Regions from separate parts of the Mus musculus genome. Here all the other regions are linked to region 3. A link is a contact called in public promoter capture Hi-C data. All regions are on one chromosome and are shown on one strand. Each heading gives the region's core, a stretch centred on a gene start, on an enhancer-like site or on the middle of the called end of the contact. The rest is flanking DNA. Distances are from core to core; before and after follow the strand shown. Region 1 holds the start of Zmynd10 (zinc finger, MYND domain containing 10). Region 2 holds the start of Slc38a3 (solute carrier family 38, member 3). Region 3 holds the start of Poc1a (POC1 centriolar protein A).

What was found. Promoter capture Hi-C pulls out the DNA fragments that hold promoters and counts their contacts. Capture Hi-C pulls out chosen DNA fragments and counts their contacts.
Region 1: a promoter capture Hi-C map of liver shows a contact between it and region 3, with 10 times the contacts expected there. The contact joins the promoter of Zmynd10 here to the promoter of Poc1a in region 3. A contact is called at or near these places in 5 of 39 promoter capture datasets (the C10 cell line, liver, neutrophils and 1 more), 1 of 484 Hi-C or Micro-C datasets (B cells), 1 of 115 datasets of contacts at active chromatin or transcription factors (astrocytes) and 1 of 9 other capture datasets (pancreatic islet).
Region 2: a promoter capture Hi-C map of liver shows a contact between it and region 3. The contact joins the promoter of Slc38a3 here to the promoter of Poc1a in region 3.

What each region holds. Positions count from the first base shown.
Region 1 is chr9:107,544,490-107,548,609 of GRCm38.p6, forward strand. Zmynd10 (zinc finger, MYND domain containing 10) reads left to right here and starts at 2,815. Exons shown (of 12, transcript NM_053253.4): 1 at 2,815-3,059; 2 at 3,311-3,419. The coding sequence starts at 2,968. It overlaps Gm34106 (predicted gene, 34106), which reads right to left. Exons shown (of 2, transcript NR_168657.1): 2 at 3,079-3,510. Nprl2 (NPR2 like, GATOR1 complex subunit) reads left to right here. Exons shown (of 11, transcript NM_018879.2): 7 at 109-145; 8 at 258-351; 9 at 425-542; 10 at 756-898; 11 at 1,002-1,217. The coding sequence ends at 1,069.
Region 2 is chr9:107,665,565-107,670,174 of GRCm38.p6, forward strand. Slc38a3 (solute carrier family 38, member 3) reads right to left here and starts at 1,835. Exons shown (of 16, transcript NM_001199217.1): 1 at 1,740-1,835.
Region 3 is chr9:106,279,150-106,283,517 of GRCm38.p6, forward strand. Poc1a (POC1 centriolar protein A) reads left to right here and starts at 1,912. Exons shown (of 11, transcript NM_027354.2): 1 at 1,912-2,307; 2 at 3,703-3,787. The coding sequence starts at 2,290.

The DNA.
Region 1 (4,120 bases), core at 1,565-4,064, 1.3 Mb after region 3:
CCGGTTAATGCCTGTTACGGAGCCGTGCCCGAGGAGACCTAAAGGATGCTCAGTATGAGGGAGGGTAGGCTCGCCGCCTAGAAGCTAAGCAGAGCTCTTTCTCACTAGGTACTATGGTGTTGTGACACTGGTATCCATCCTCCAGGTAGGTGAGTCTGGGATGCAGTTAAGTAAAATGTGACCCGTATGGCTGAGCCAGATCAAGCCAGACTCCCAAGGACATCCCTCAGGCCCTTGTGACCCCTGCTGTGTTCTAGTACTCCAATGTGTATTGCCCAACACCAAAAGTCCAGGATCTGGTGGATGACAAGTCCCTGCAGGAGGCATGTCTGTCCTACGTCACCAAGCAAGGTAATGGCAGTCCCTGGCGGGAGACTAATCCGGGAAGGACAGGACCATGTCGGACTAACCCTGGCACCCGCAGGACACAAAAGGGCCAGTCTCCGAGATGTGTTCCAGCTATACTGCAGCCTGAGCCCTGGTACCACTGTGCGAGACCTCATTGGCCGCCACCCCCAGCAGTTACAACACGTTGATGAAAGGTCAGACGGGCACTCTCGGGCATGGCGGGTTGGACTGTCTTGGGTCTCTCTGGAAGAGCCTTGAGTCAAATAAGAAGCAGGGGATTCCCTGAGGGTAGAAGTATGAAGCCTGCTTGTCCAGGCAGAGGGTGTGCTTGGAGGTCTCTCTAGCCCATAACGTACCACAGGGCTAGCGTGTCCGGGATATCACCTCTCTCCCCCACAATCGCTCAGGAAGCTGATCCAGTTTGGGCTGATGAAGAACCTTATCCGGAGACTACAGAAATATCCAGTCCGAGTGTCTCGGGAGGAGCGGAGCCACCCTGCCAGGCTTTACACGGGCTGTCACAGCTATGATGAGATCTGCTGCAAGACAGGTGGAGGCAGGCAGGGCAGGCTGGGTGAGGTGAGGGCTGAGTGGCCATGCCAGGGCAGCTGACCTTGCCTTGCTCACACCTCCTCCCCACCCCCCTGCCCCAGGCATGAGCTACCATGAGCTGGACGAGCGACTAGAAAATGACCCCAACATCATCATCTGCTGGAAGTGAGGCTGGCTAGCTGGAACATGTTACTATGGCTACTTGCCCCTACTAAGGCCTCCTTGGTCCACTGGAGCTAGACAAGTATGGTTGTACATATGGTCTGGAGGGTGAGACTCGGTTTTGTAAATAAAGTTATGTGTTTCATCCTGTGGAATATTGAGTACTGCTTCAGCCAACAACTAAAGACCAGTGAATGTGAAAGCCATGCCAACTGGCCTGGGCTGGCTGGAGCGCCATCTAGTGGGCAAAAATGTCAAACAGGCTGAAGGTTTTTGTTTGTTGATTGGTTGGTTTGTTTTGGGTTTTGAGGGATGAAGGAGGTTGATTTTTCTGAGACAAAGTCTCACTATGTAACTCTGGCTGTCCTGGGATTCACTACGTAGCCCAGGCTGGCCTACTCAGTCAGGGAGCTGACTACCTCTGCCTCTGAGTGCTGGGATTAAAGGTGGGCGCTGGAATGCCTGGCCACACTTAGATTTTTAACTTTTTGTTTGTTTGTTTTTTTATTTTTATTTTTTGGCGGTCAGTACGAGGTGGAGCTAAGACGGGCTGTTATAAAGCACAGAGTGGCCTGGAACTTCCTGATTTGAACTTCTGATTCTCCTGCCTTGGTCTCCTGAGTTAGTTAATTAGGATTATAGATTTATGTTCCCACACCCCACGTATGCAGTCCTGGGGACTGAAGCCAAGGCTCTGTGCATGCTAGACAGGCAAGTTCTCAGCTATGAGCACTGCTCTGGCCTATAAACCGAAAGAACTAGAATCAGGTAAGATGGATATAATATATTGGGACAGGAGCAAAAATTGCTCTGTATTAGATGGCCAAGGAGGATCTGAGTGACTGAGCCTTGAAGGAGTAAGACTATTCCAGAAGAAATAAGGCAAGGGCCCAAACATGGTGGCGCATGCTTGTGATGCTAACACTAAGGAGGCTGACACAAGTGAATTAGTTCAAAGACAGCTTGGACTATACAGAGTTAAAGCCAGCCTGGCTGACATAGTCAAACCCTGTCTCAGAAAGCCTGTAGGAGGAACTCAGGGAAAGCTCATGAGGTTGGGACGTGGAAAACAAGCACGGTGGTGCACGCCTCAATCCACAACACTGGGGAAGCCGACCAAGAAGAAGGAAAGCTTAAACCAGCCCTGGCTCTATAGCGAGCTCCGTGTCGGTCTTGGCTATATAATGAGAATCCATCTCAAAGAGAGGATGGGGTTCTGGGGAGATGGCTCACACACAAACGTTTTTAAAATAAAAGAGAATGGGACAAAAAAAATGAAGCACGTGGGTAGGAGAGAGGGCGGGAGGAAGGTTCTTCCTGGTAAGCCGCTGTGGTCTGGTATTTTGGGAGCCAGCGCCATTCTGGAGGGAGGTATGTTAGGTGCACATCATTAGGACTCCTGGCTGCGGGCCTGAGCCTGGTAACGCATGCCTTAATTTCAGCACTAGAAAGACAGAGCACACAGAGGCCAGTGGAACCCTTTGATTTGAAGGCCAGCTCGGTATAAATAGGAAGTTCCACGCCAGCCTATGTCATAAAAACGAAAAACTGAAAGACTCAGCTGCTGAGACCGCGGTAGCTACCCTATTGAGGGGCTAAGACAGTGCAGCTGCAGGAGTTGCACACTCACAGCTGTGCAAGCCCTGGGGAGGTGTGGCGAGTGGGTCTGGCATCTGGGGCTGCTTATTGGCGGTGAGGTAGGCGTGGCAAGAGCGGTATCGAGACAAAACTACGCAGGCGCCAAGCTCCCTCGTTTCCATGGCGACGACGACTCAAGCGCTTCAACGGCTTGGCAACTGCCCTGTCCCAAGACTTTGGTCCTACCGCTGGACTCTGTAGTCCTAAGTGTTTCAGTTTTCCCTATTCGGGTTGCTTCCCAAAACCAAAGGAATCTTAGCCCCTGGCATGGGTGACCTGGAACTGCTGCTGCCTGGGGAGGCTGAGGTGCTGGTGCGGGGCCTGCGCAGCTTCCAGCTTCGGGAGATGGGCTCTGAAGGGTGAGGCAGCCGCCACAGGTGGAGTCACTGGTCTTTTAGTGGAGGAGCTTGGAACTGACATTGGAGAAGGGGTTGCCAGTGTGGAGGGGCCTCCAGGTGGGTAGGCAAAGCTCTCTGAGATAGAAGCGTATGGCCCCCGTGCCCCTCTGGCCCCAGGACAGGATCATGGTAGTCTTCAGTAGGATCCAACCCCACCCTCACTCCCGTTGCACATCTGGTCACCCAATGTACATACATCCCTTCGGGGGCAGGTGGAATAAGCAGCATGAGAGCCTGGAGAAGCTGAACATGCAAGCCATCCTTGATGCAACTATCAGCCAGGCTGAGCCCATCCAGGAACTGCTAATCAACCATGGGAAGGTACGTCCAGGTCCCAGGCAGGATTCCTGCCTTCTATTGTACCTCTTGGGGACACTAGGCAGCACCTGTTCTTCCTTCAGGCCTGGTACACCTAAGTGGGAAAGAAAAATATGTTTGTTTTATTTTGAGATAAGGTGTTGATCTGTAGCCCAGATGGCCATTAGCCTAACTGTGTCTGCCTCCCAAGTGCCGGGGCTGCAGGCATGCCTCGCTGTACCTGGCTGGCTACATTTCCTATTGTACCCTCAGTGGATGCGAGAGTGGATGGAGCCATGGATCCTAGGCTCCAGGGGGAGTGCTCAAGTGCTGACATGAGCCTGAATTGACTGTAAGGCCAAAGAGATCCTCTCTAAGGAGGAAGTGAGGCTTTCCAAATGGGGAAGGTAGCACACTAGGAGAAAGTAGAAGCCGGGAAAGATGCCTGGCTGGAGGCTGGGCCAAGGGCGGCCCTAGTTCTCCTGCAAGAGAAAGGCAGAGCTGGGTAGCAGGGATTGGTCTAGGAACAGGGCTCAGTAAAGGGCTGAAGTAAGAGTAAGGCCAGGTGACAAAGACCAGAATAAGGACAGGAAGAGCAGAGCTGCCCTAAAGTGGGGTATCCCTGGACGGAGGGTGGGGTAAGGTGCAAGAGGGCAATGGCAGTAAAGGCCATTCAGAGGAAACCCAAGAGAGTTGGAGACTTAAGACAGGCTAAAGCTGGGACA
Region 2 (4,610 bases), core at 585-3,084, 1.4 Mb after region 3:
GTGGGACCCAGTTCCTTGTGATATCTACAATAGAACTCTTCCCACGGGGCCCCTTCCTACAACGACGACGACAGCACAAACATCACATTTCAGCTTGCTGGGCACACAAATGCCTAAACTGCATTTAGTCTCTCGCAGGCACTGCCTTGCAAACATGCTTTGCCCTCAGTCTTTCTGCTTCCACTCACACCCAGCGCAGACTCCCAGGGTGTGCTTCATTCAGCTTCTGATCTTTTCCTGGTTCAGCCTGGAGTTCATGATCTACCTGCCTTCGTTGGGCCTGTTTCTCCATTTGTGGTCGGAGGGGGGCCATGGCCCCTGACTCAAGTACAGGGATAAGCAAGTCTTGGGGCCTGGCTTTCTGGAGCCTTGGACTGTGGGATACAGCAAGCCTGGGATAAGACCACACTCAGAAGGATGATTTGAGAGGCAGTGAAGAGATGGGATCCCCAGACCCAGGGTGAACGAAGCTCTGAGGCACACCGTTCTCATCTTTCCTAGAGACACAGTCTCATGCTCAAACCCAAGAAATCAGAGCTTGCATTCCTGGTTCTGCCATCCCAGCCTCTCCAAAGTGCCGGGCATGGCCTCATGCACTCCTGATCTCTCCCATCATGGGGCTTCTTAGGGGAGGTTTCCACAGCTGTGCAGATGTTCCCTATTTCCAAATCGAACGATCCTTGGATTTATCTAGCTTTCTAACACCCTATCACACAACGAATCATCCAAGGGACTGACCTCTTTTCTGGAAAATAAGCCCCTACCCCAGATTGTGTGCCAGGGGTCTCTTTTAGGGGACAATGTAATGGCGGGACGTGGAGAAAGCAAAGGGGGAAGAACAGGACTGGTGGGCTAAAGTGCCATGGAGATGTCCTTCGTGGTTACTCCTCAGGGTGCAAGAGCCCCCTCCCTCCGCACACAGGAGAAAGAAGACCTGGATTCAGGTCTCAGGTCACGTGACGAGGGGGAGCTGCGCTTGGGGCGCAGTTCTCACGTGCTCCATCCTTGGCCCCCTTCTCTAGTGTAAACAAACGGCACGCATTCATGAAAACTGAGTCCTGCGCCCTGGCTAGTTCTCACACCTCGGCCAGCCAGGTCCACAGGTGGACAGGAGCGCCCATTGCACCCCGCCCTCAAGCCTAAGTGTCACAAAAACCCAGAGCAGGCAGTGCCCGCTGGCCTCACTGCAAATGGCACTGGTTCTGGGGCCAGCATGTACCCCGTGGCCCCTCAGGCGTCCCGGCCCGATCTGCCCTCAAACTGCCCAGAGAGCGGGATAAATATACCCGGATCGCCGGCGTGCCAACCGGCGGATCTGCCTCTCAGGCGCCCGTCGGGGCAGCGCTCCAGGGTCTACTCCCGGCCATTCTTTAGCTGGTGCCCGCGGGTCCTGACTCAGGAAGTCGGTCCACTGTTTCCTGAGCTTCAAACTAGGTGTTCTGTGGATCTAACCCCGGGCTGCTGTCCCCTTCTGTTCTGCTTGGCTCTACCAAGAAGCGGAATCAACGAGGTGCCCCTCCCCGCACCCTGGCGCAAGCTTGGAGCTGGTGCCTACCCGCAAGCTCACAAACCTGTGCTCTGGAGCTCGCAAGATTCTGACTCTCGGAAAGCTGAGACGCCTGCCCGGGTCTCGGGGTACAAGGAGAGCTTCCCAGAGCCGACTATGCACTGGGGGAGGTATTGTGGGCTCCTTCTGCCCAGCGCCCCTGTGCTGGTGGCTCTATATCCCCCGGCCGTACCTGGCCTCGTGGTGGGCACGTTCAGCACACTCCGTTCCAGAGGGTGAGATCCGCTCTGCTCCAGGCTGAGCGCAGGGCTGCAGCGGCAACTGCAGCAGCAGGGGATGAAGGGTGCCCGGCCCCGCCCCTGGCCCGCCCCCGGCCCGCCAATCCCAGGCTGCCCGAGGGAGGAGGGGCTGGTCCGGGGAGGAGCGGGGGCCTGGCCGACTTGTCTCAAAGGGGTAGTCGGTGCCCTTGGTGACCTCGAAGCCTATAGGTGGGAGAGCCTGATTGGGGAGGGGTCGCTAGAGCCTTGAAGGATCGGGGCGATGGTTCAGGTCAAAGCAGAGATCTTTGTGAGGACAGTGACTGCCCTGAACCCCTGAAACATTCTGCCTACATTTCTCTAAATCCCCGAAGAGATCTTCAACCAGAAGAAATAGGAATACCGAAGGCTTAACTTCAGTGAGGGGCTTGGAACGGACGGCTTTCAGACTTACGCCTTTTCTACCTTGCCTGGGTCGACCGCCTTTGCTTAGCAGGGGTGGATGGAGGGGCTATCTCAATCAGTTTTTTTCTTCCCCTGAGATAGTACCCTAGAGGCTGAAGCAAATACGGTCTAGGACAGCGAAAACAAGGGGAGATCGCACTGTGTCTTTTCAAGCCTTGCACCGCTATGCTCTCTACTCTACGAGTGAGTGACTGCTGTCAGCCTGCCCATCAGAAACGGGGGCAGGACTTGTGAGAAAGAGATTTTAGGGAGGGCTCTTTCTTGGCTGGTAGTCAGTGCCACCTCTACCTGATTCCCACCTACAGCTCCGGTGCTCAGAGGCAGGTGGCAGAGGGTAGGGAGCTAGGGGAGGCGTTGACCTTTCAGGCTAAAGGGGCCGGGACAACAGCTGTGCCTCTCTTTTCTCAGCCACTGGCTCTGATCCGATTAATTCCATGGCCTCTGCTGTTCCTCTCCAAGCTGGACTTCTCTTGTCATATCTACCTCCTGATGTCATATCTACTTCCTGGCGCTGTGAAGCATGCCTTCAGAGGCCGGGTCTCATGCTTCCCTGCCTGAGGCTGGGAGTCGGGACTCCTCAAATCCCGAAGCCCTGGATTCCCTTCCTGCTGACTCATAACACTAGCACAGCCAAGCCCAAGCGTGCCTCAGTTTCCCTCTGTATCAGAAAGAAATGGTCGTCTTGCCCTTTGGCCTGAGAGAAGGGGGTGGGGGTGGGGTAAAGTGAAAGCCATGAACTAAGACCAGATGCTGCCTAAGAGGGCCAGGGAGCTGAGGGCCTAAGGAAACAGGCCCTGGGGTGACAACAACTCCAGGAACACAGGCCATCCAAGCCTACCTTTCCGGTAGCTAGATGACAGGAAGGAAAGATTTGCATCCTTACCCAAGGCTGACATAATTGCCAGACCAGAGCTTACTTACCACATTGTGAAGGGCCATTAGACTCCCAACCTCTAAAACAGCATGAGAAACAGGTAGAGTGGCACATGCCTGCAATCCCAGCCCCGAGGGGAGCAGGGAGAACAAAATGGCTGAGACAGAATCACCTTGGATACTCACAGGAGCTATTTGTCAAGGGGTAGTGGCACCCACGGGCAGTTCCTGAGGGTCCTGACTAGGCTCAAGGTCACTCAGCATATGGACATTGGTGTCCTCAGTCCAAAGGGAACAGGCTGAGACTGGCTGTGCTGGGCTTCTGAGGGAGGCCTGGAGACTTAGTGATGAGGGGTCCCTGGGTAAGGCCAATCACATTGAAGCTGGGGGAAGGGTGACTGTTTGTTGTTGCTAGGCCTGGACCCCTGCCAGGGTAAACAGAGCTCTGAGACCTTCCTTGCCACGCCACCTGCAGAATCTCCCAGCCCAGCCTATATCAGCTGCACAGCCTGGATAGGACGCCAAGAGAGGCCAGGCACCTTCTTCTAGAGGTCCTTGTAACCTCCATGGTGAGGTACCTTTTTCAGGAGAAAGAAAGCTTTATTATCTGTGGCGCTAGGCCAGCCCTTGCCTCTATTCCCTGATTTCCACATTTCAGACACAGGCCTAAAAGATTGCCGGACACGTGGGATAGAGCTTAGAGTCAATTCTCCTTCCAAGGTCACATTGGTGCCATTCCCTTCCCTCTTCCTTAGCCTTTACCTATCCAGCCTCCAGTAGGGCAGGCTCTTCTCATACCTCATTCTACACAGTTCCTCCAGACCCTCTATGGCATTGATGCCCCATCTTCACCTCTAACCTAGTCCTTCTTGGATCCACGAATTCCATGGGCATCTGCAGATCCTCCTTTAAACACACACACACACACACACACACACACACACACACACACACACACACACACACCTGCTCCTGCTCAGCCCACTCCTGACGCAGCCTGGCTGACCACACATGATCCTACCATTTTTTTAGAACAGGCCAAATGTCATGCTTCTGTGCCTCTCTTCCCTTGCTTCACCAGCCCGAGAGCCTCACAGTCCTAAGTCCTTGGCAACCTCCGGTTTGTCCTTTAGCATTCCAAGGTGCCCAAATCGCCAAAGAAGCGGCCGGCTATTCTAGGTCTTGCTGTGGCTGTCCAATCAACGCCCCCAACACACTCAGTTCCAGCCTCAGCATCTTCATGTGCTTTTCGTAGGACATGTAGATGACAAATGTCTATCAGAATCAGTGCACCAATGAATGAAATCCCAGTGGAGCAGCAGACTCAGCTCAGGGGATGGGAGTGACATGTCTGGGCTGGATGAAAAAGAACTCTCCAGGGAGAGGCCAGGTATACACTAATAGATTCTGCACTATGTATACTATGTAACAAGATGAGATACATGTTAAGGAAACAAGTTGGAGACTTAAAGGGTTCACAGAAGAGGGAAATCTTGTTTCACACTCCA
Region 3 (4,368 bases), core at 662-3,161:
TTTTTTAAAAGATTTATTTTATTTATTATATGTATTTATGTATTATATGTATATACTGTAGCTGTCTTCAGACACCAGAAGAGGGAATCAGGTCTTGTTACAGATGGTTGTGACACACCATGTGGTCGCTGGGATTTGAACTCAGGACCTCCGGAAGAGCAGTCAGTGCTCTTAACCACTGAGCCATCTCTCCAGTCCCCCAGAACATTTTATGCTTAAAAGCTCACCCTGAGAAAGCCTTGCGGCTACAATGGGATCTTGAACAACACCCAGTGTAGTTGCTGGCTGGCTAATAAAGACTTTTTATTGGCTTAAATCCGTGTCTTAGCAGTCTCCTCTGGTGGCTACCCCACAATATTCTTAAAAAAAAGAAAGAAAAGAAAAAAAGCAAGGCAACAGAAAAAGATTAGTGGGGCTGGTTTAAGGTTACTTGGGACTGGGTTTCAGACCCAGCACCCACGTGACAGCTCACAACTGTTTGCAACGCCAGTTCCAGGGGATCCGGCGTCTTCATAAGACATCAGACATAAGTATGGTACATATACATACAGGTAGGCAAAACATTCCTACATATGACATTCCTAAAAAAGTAAAAATAAAAAGTCTGTGGCTGCCAGAGGAAGGAACGCTAGGACCACATAGAGAGACCTTATCTGGAAAAGCAGCAAACTGCTACAGCTTGGGAATTTCCTGAGAGGCAATTCATTTTGACATTGTAGGAATATACAAACGTGACCATCATGTTTCTGGCATGGGGTGCTCGTGACACACTTATTGACAAGAGAAAAACTGAAAACTGTTTATGGGAAGGCTGGGAATTTGTGAGCACCTATTTTTGTCTTGAGACTTTCACCTTGCCTATGTTAAATTAGCTTAAACATTTCTAATGTCAAGGTACCAATTCTATGCCAACATAGTTAAAATAGGATCAGATATAGATCCTGTATCTCTCATCAAAACACTAAAAGAATTATTTTTAATGGTGTGTGTGTGTGTGCCTCAGGAGACAAGAGGTGTTGAACTGCCTCAGAACTGGAGTTCCAGGCAGTTGTAAACCATCTGACATGGGAGCTGGGAATAGAACTTTCGTCCTCTGGGAGAACCATATACACTCTGAACCAATGAATCATTCTTTTAGGTCCAAATACACTCCCCCACACGCCAGTTTCTGAGTTTACTGTCCCTGCAGATTTAGGGACACAGTTTCAAGCCTAGGCATGTGGTAAGAAACCTCAGGACACAGCCAGATCCTAATTAGTGTTTTGAGTATGGACAAGTTGGCCGGCCCAGGAGAGATGATGGATGGAAGGTTCTTGAATCTTACAAAACATCCAGTTCAGGTCAGATGCACAGGTCACTCTGGGCTTCGGCTGCTTTCATTGCAGAAGGTGGAAAAGGACGGCCTCTGGTGGTTCCGCCCGACGATTGCTTCTTTCACCTTTTTTTTTTTTTTGGAGCTAAGGTCAGGCTACGACCCAAAGCCTTCTTAAGGCTAAAGAGTTCCGAGCAAGACGGGCCGCAGTCACATCCCCTCTTAAGACAAACGCGGAGGCAGGCCCTCGGAGTAGACGCATTTTTCCTGAGGTCACCCAGTAGAGAATTAAGAATTGAACATATGTCTTTCTGCACCATGGTTCTGACTCTTGAATGACTCCATTTTTTTTTTTTTTAAATAGACACTTAGGAGTATTCGCAGGAACGAACCATTCTGGGGTCCCAAGGCGCTAATAACCTGGTTCTCCATGGCGCCTTGATCGGACGTTTTAAGCCAAGAGCAAGGCCAGTCAGTATCCTCCTTCCGGGATACTTAAGCCTGTCACTCATAATGGTAAAACTCCGCCCGCCCCGGAGCATCTCGGTAAATGTAGTTCTACCTTTATTAAGACTGTGGGGTATAAGTGCTATGTAGAACTTCATTTCCCCGATGGCTGCGCGCTCCGTTACCTGAGCTAGAGCTGAAGGGCCGAAACCTTCATCTAAGATTTTTTTTTTTAAGTTCTTAGGAGGAAAGTGTGACAGCGAACTGAGGCTTTTGGCTGCTCGGCGGGTCACCTCATCTGGAAGAGCGGGAGGACAAGAGCTTGACGCCTATCGAACGACCCGACTTCCGGTCGGCGGACAAAAACCTAGGGCGCTTCTCCTTTAATTGCGGTGGGCGGGACGCGGCGACGCCACCGGCGTTGCTATTGGTGGCGATTGGGGGCGCGGAAACTGAACTGGCACAACTGCCGACCCAGCTATCTCTGGCACTTGGGGCACAGCTGGTCCTACCAGCCCGCTAGCCCCGCTATGGCTGCTCCCAGCCAGGTAAGTCCCTGGATAGTGAGCACCTGACTGGTTGGAACAATGGCCGCGAGAGAGGCGGATGGTGACGCGGGGTTCTAGGGTGACCTCCTCATCCAAGGTTACGGGGTGGATCCGGGCATTGACTTAGCACCCCAGGTGCCAGGCTAGATGTTAGACCACCAGGACGAAGAAATAAGTCTCTGCCTCTGGAATGTACGGCGTATTGAGGAAGACACCATCAAGGCCCGACCCTTGTCGTGGCCTGGGGCGAGCCTCGTAAGCTTGGCCTCTTGTGAGCAACAGGTCTTTTTTGGAGGTGACATCCTTTTCCAACAAGTAGAAGCAGTAGGCCATCGGGATGCCTGGGATAGCGGAAGCCTGCAGTGTGTCCAGGGCTCGATTCTGACCCCTCCCCCCACTCCAGAAAAGGACTTCAAATTGGTCCTTTAAATAAGAATTTGCTTCCACAGGGCCAGGTGGTACCTGATGCACCTGAGAAGACTTGGGTAGAAATAGAAACCAGACTTTTGAGTGCCGATTTGATATTCTGTTTACATTTAGCTCCACGCAGATTTTAGGGGAAACTGTTCAGGGAAGAAGGCATTGGGAAGGGGTGTCACTGATGGAGTCAGACCTGAATCTGCTTCTGCCCACTGAGCCTAGGATGGACACTTCCTCACCCTTGTGTTTCTGAGAGGCTCTGGTGAGGACAGGAGAGGGAATGAGCCCTTGCTCCTTAGTTGATTCTTACCCCTGAACTACCAGGCCATCTGTTAAAAGGCGTGAACCTGCAGGTGTGCTTGGGGGTGGAGCTGGGCACTGGGCCTCACCTTTGTTTGGGGTAGAGCTTTGTGGAATAGCAATGGCTTCGCTGTATCATAGAAATATCCTTTCCCAAGCTGGGTTCCTTGGAGCTCTTCAGGTGGTTTGGTTGTGTGTGTGTGTGTGTGTTTTGTCGTTTTGTTTTTTTTGTTGTTGTTGTTTGCTTGTTTTGTTTTTAATTTTTGGTGTTTGAGGTGGAGGGAGATAACTTACTATGGTCTTGGCTCTCTTGGAATTTACTGTGTGGACCAGGCTGGCCTTGAACTCACAGTTCCACCTGCCTCTGCCTCCCAAGTGCTGGGATTAAAGGTGTTTGTTCCCCACACTGGGCCCATATTTGATCTGTTTGTTGTGGATTTATTGATTCGTCTGATCGTTTGTGTGGTTGTGTGTTTGCTGATCGTGAACCCTTCCTTGCTGTACTCATTTGTCCTAGCAGTTTATAGTGGATTCCTTAGAATTTTCAACATACGAGATCATGATTTGAGTGCTTTTAACGTCTCCTGGTTATAGGAAGAGTCTTAGTTCCAGGGAGGACCTGTTATCTCGTTATAACCATTTGACCTTGCTTTTTTTTTTTTTTTTTTTTTCCAGGAGGACCCCTCACTGGAGAGACATTTTAAGGGCCACCGAGATGCAGTCACCTGTGTGGACTTCAGTCTCAACACCAAGCACTTGGGTAAGAGAAGGCCTCAGGATTCTAAACTGAGACGGCTGAGTTTCTCACTGGGAGACGTGGTGTGGGGATGCCAGATACAGCAAGGACATGCTGCTCTTTCTAGCCTTGGCTTTGCTTCTAGCTGCCAGCCTTCTGGATGCTGGGCTCAGTAGGCTCCATAAGCTCCTTTTGCATGTGAAGAGTATAATGACAACTGTCTATAGCTCCAGTCCCAAGGGGCCTGACGCCCCCACACAGAGATACTTGCAGGAAAAACACCAAATGCACATTTTAGAAAAAGTATTAGAGACATACTTGTGTACACACTCAGGAATCCCATAATGACATTAAATTGGAATCTATAGTATGTACCGCAGAGGACCTGGGTACAGAGCCATGCAGGCTCTGTGCATGCTGGTAATGCAGTCTTGAAGAGAGAAACTAGGGCCAGGCATGGTGGCATGTAGCTTTAATCCCAGCACTAGGGGAGGCAAAGGCAGGTGGATCTTTGTGAGTTCCAGGACAGCCAGGGCTCCACAGAGAAACCCTGTCTCGAAAAACCAAAAAAGGAAAAAGAGAGAGACAGAGACAGAGACAGAGAG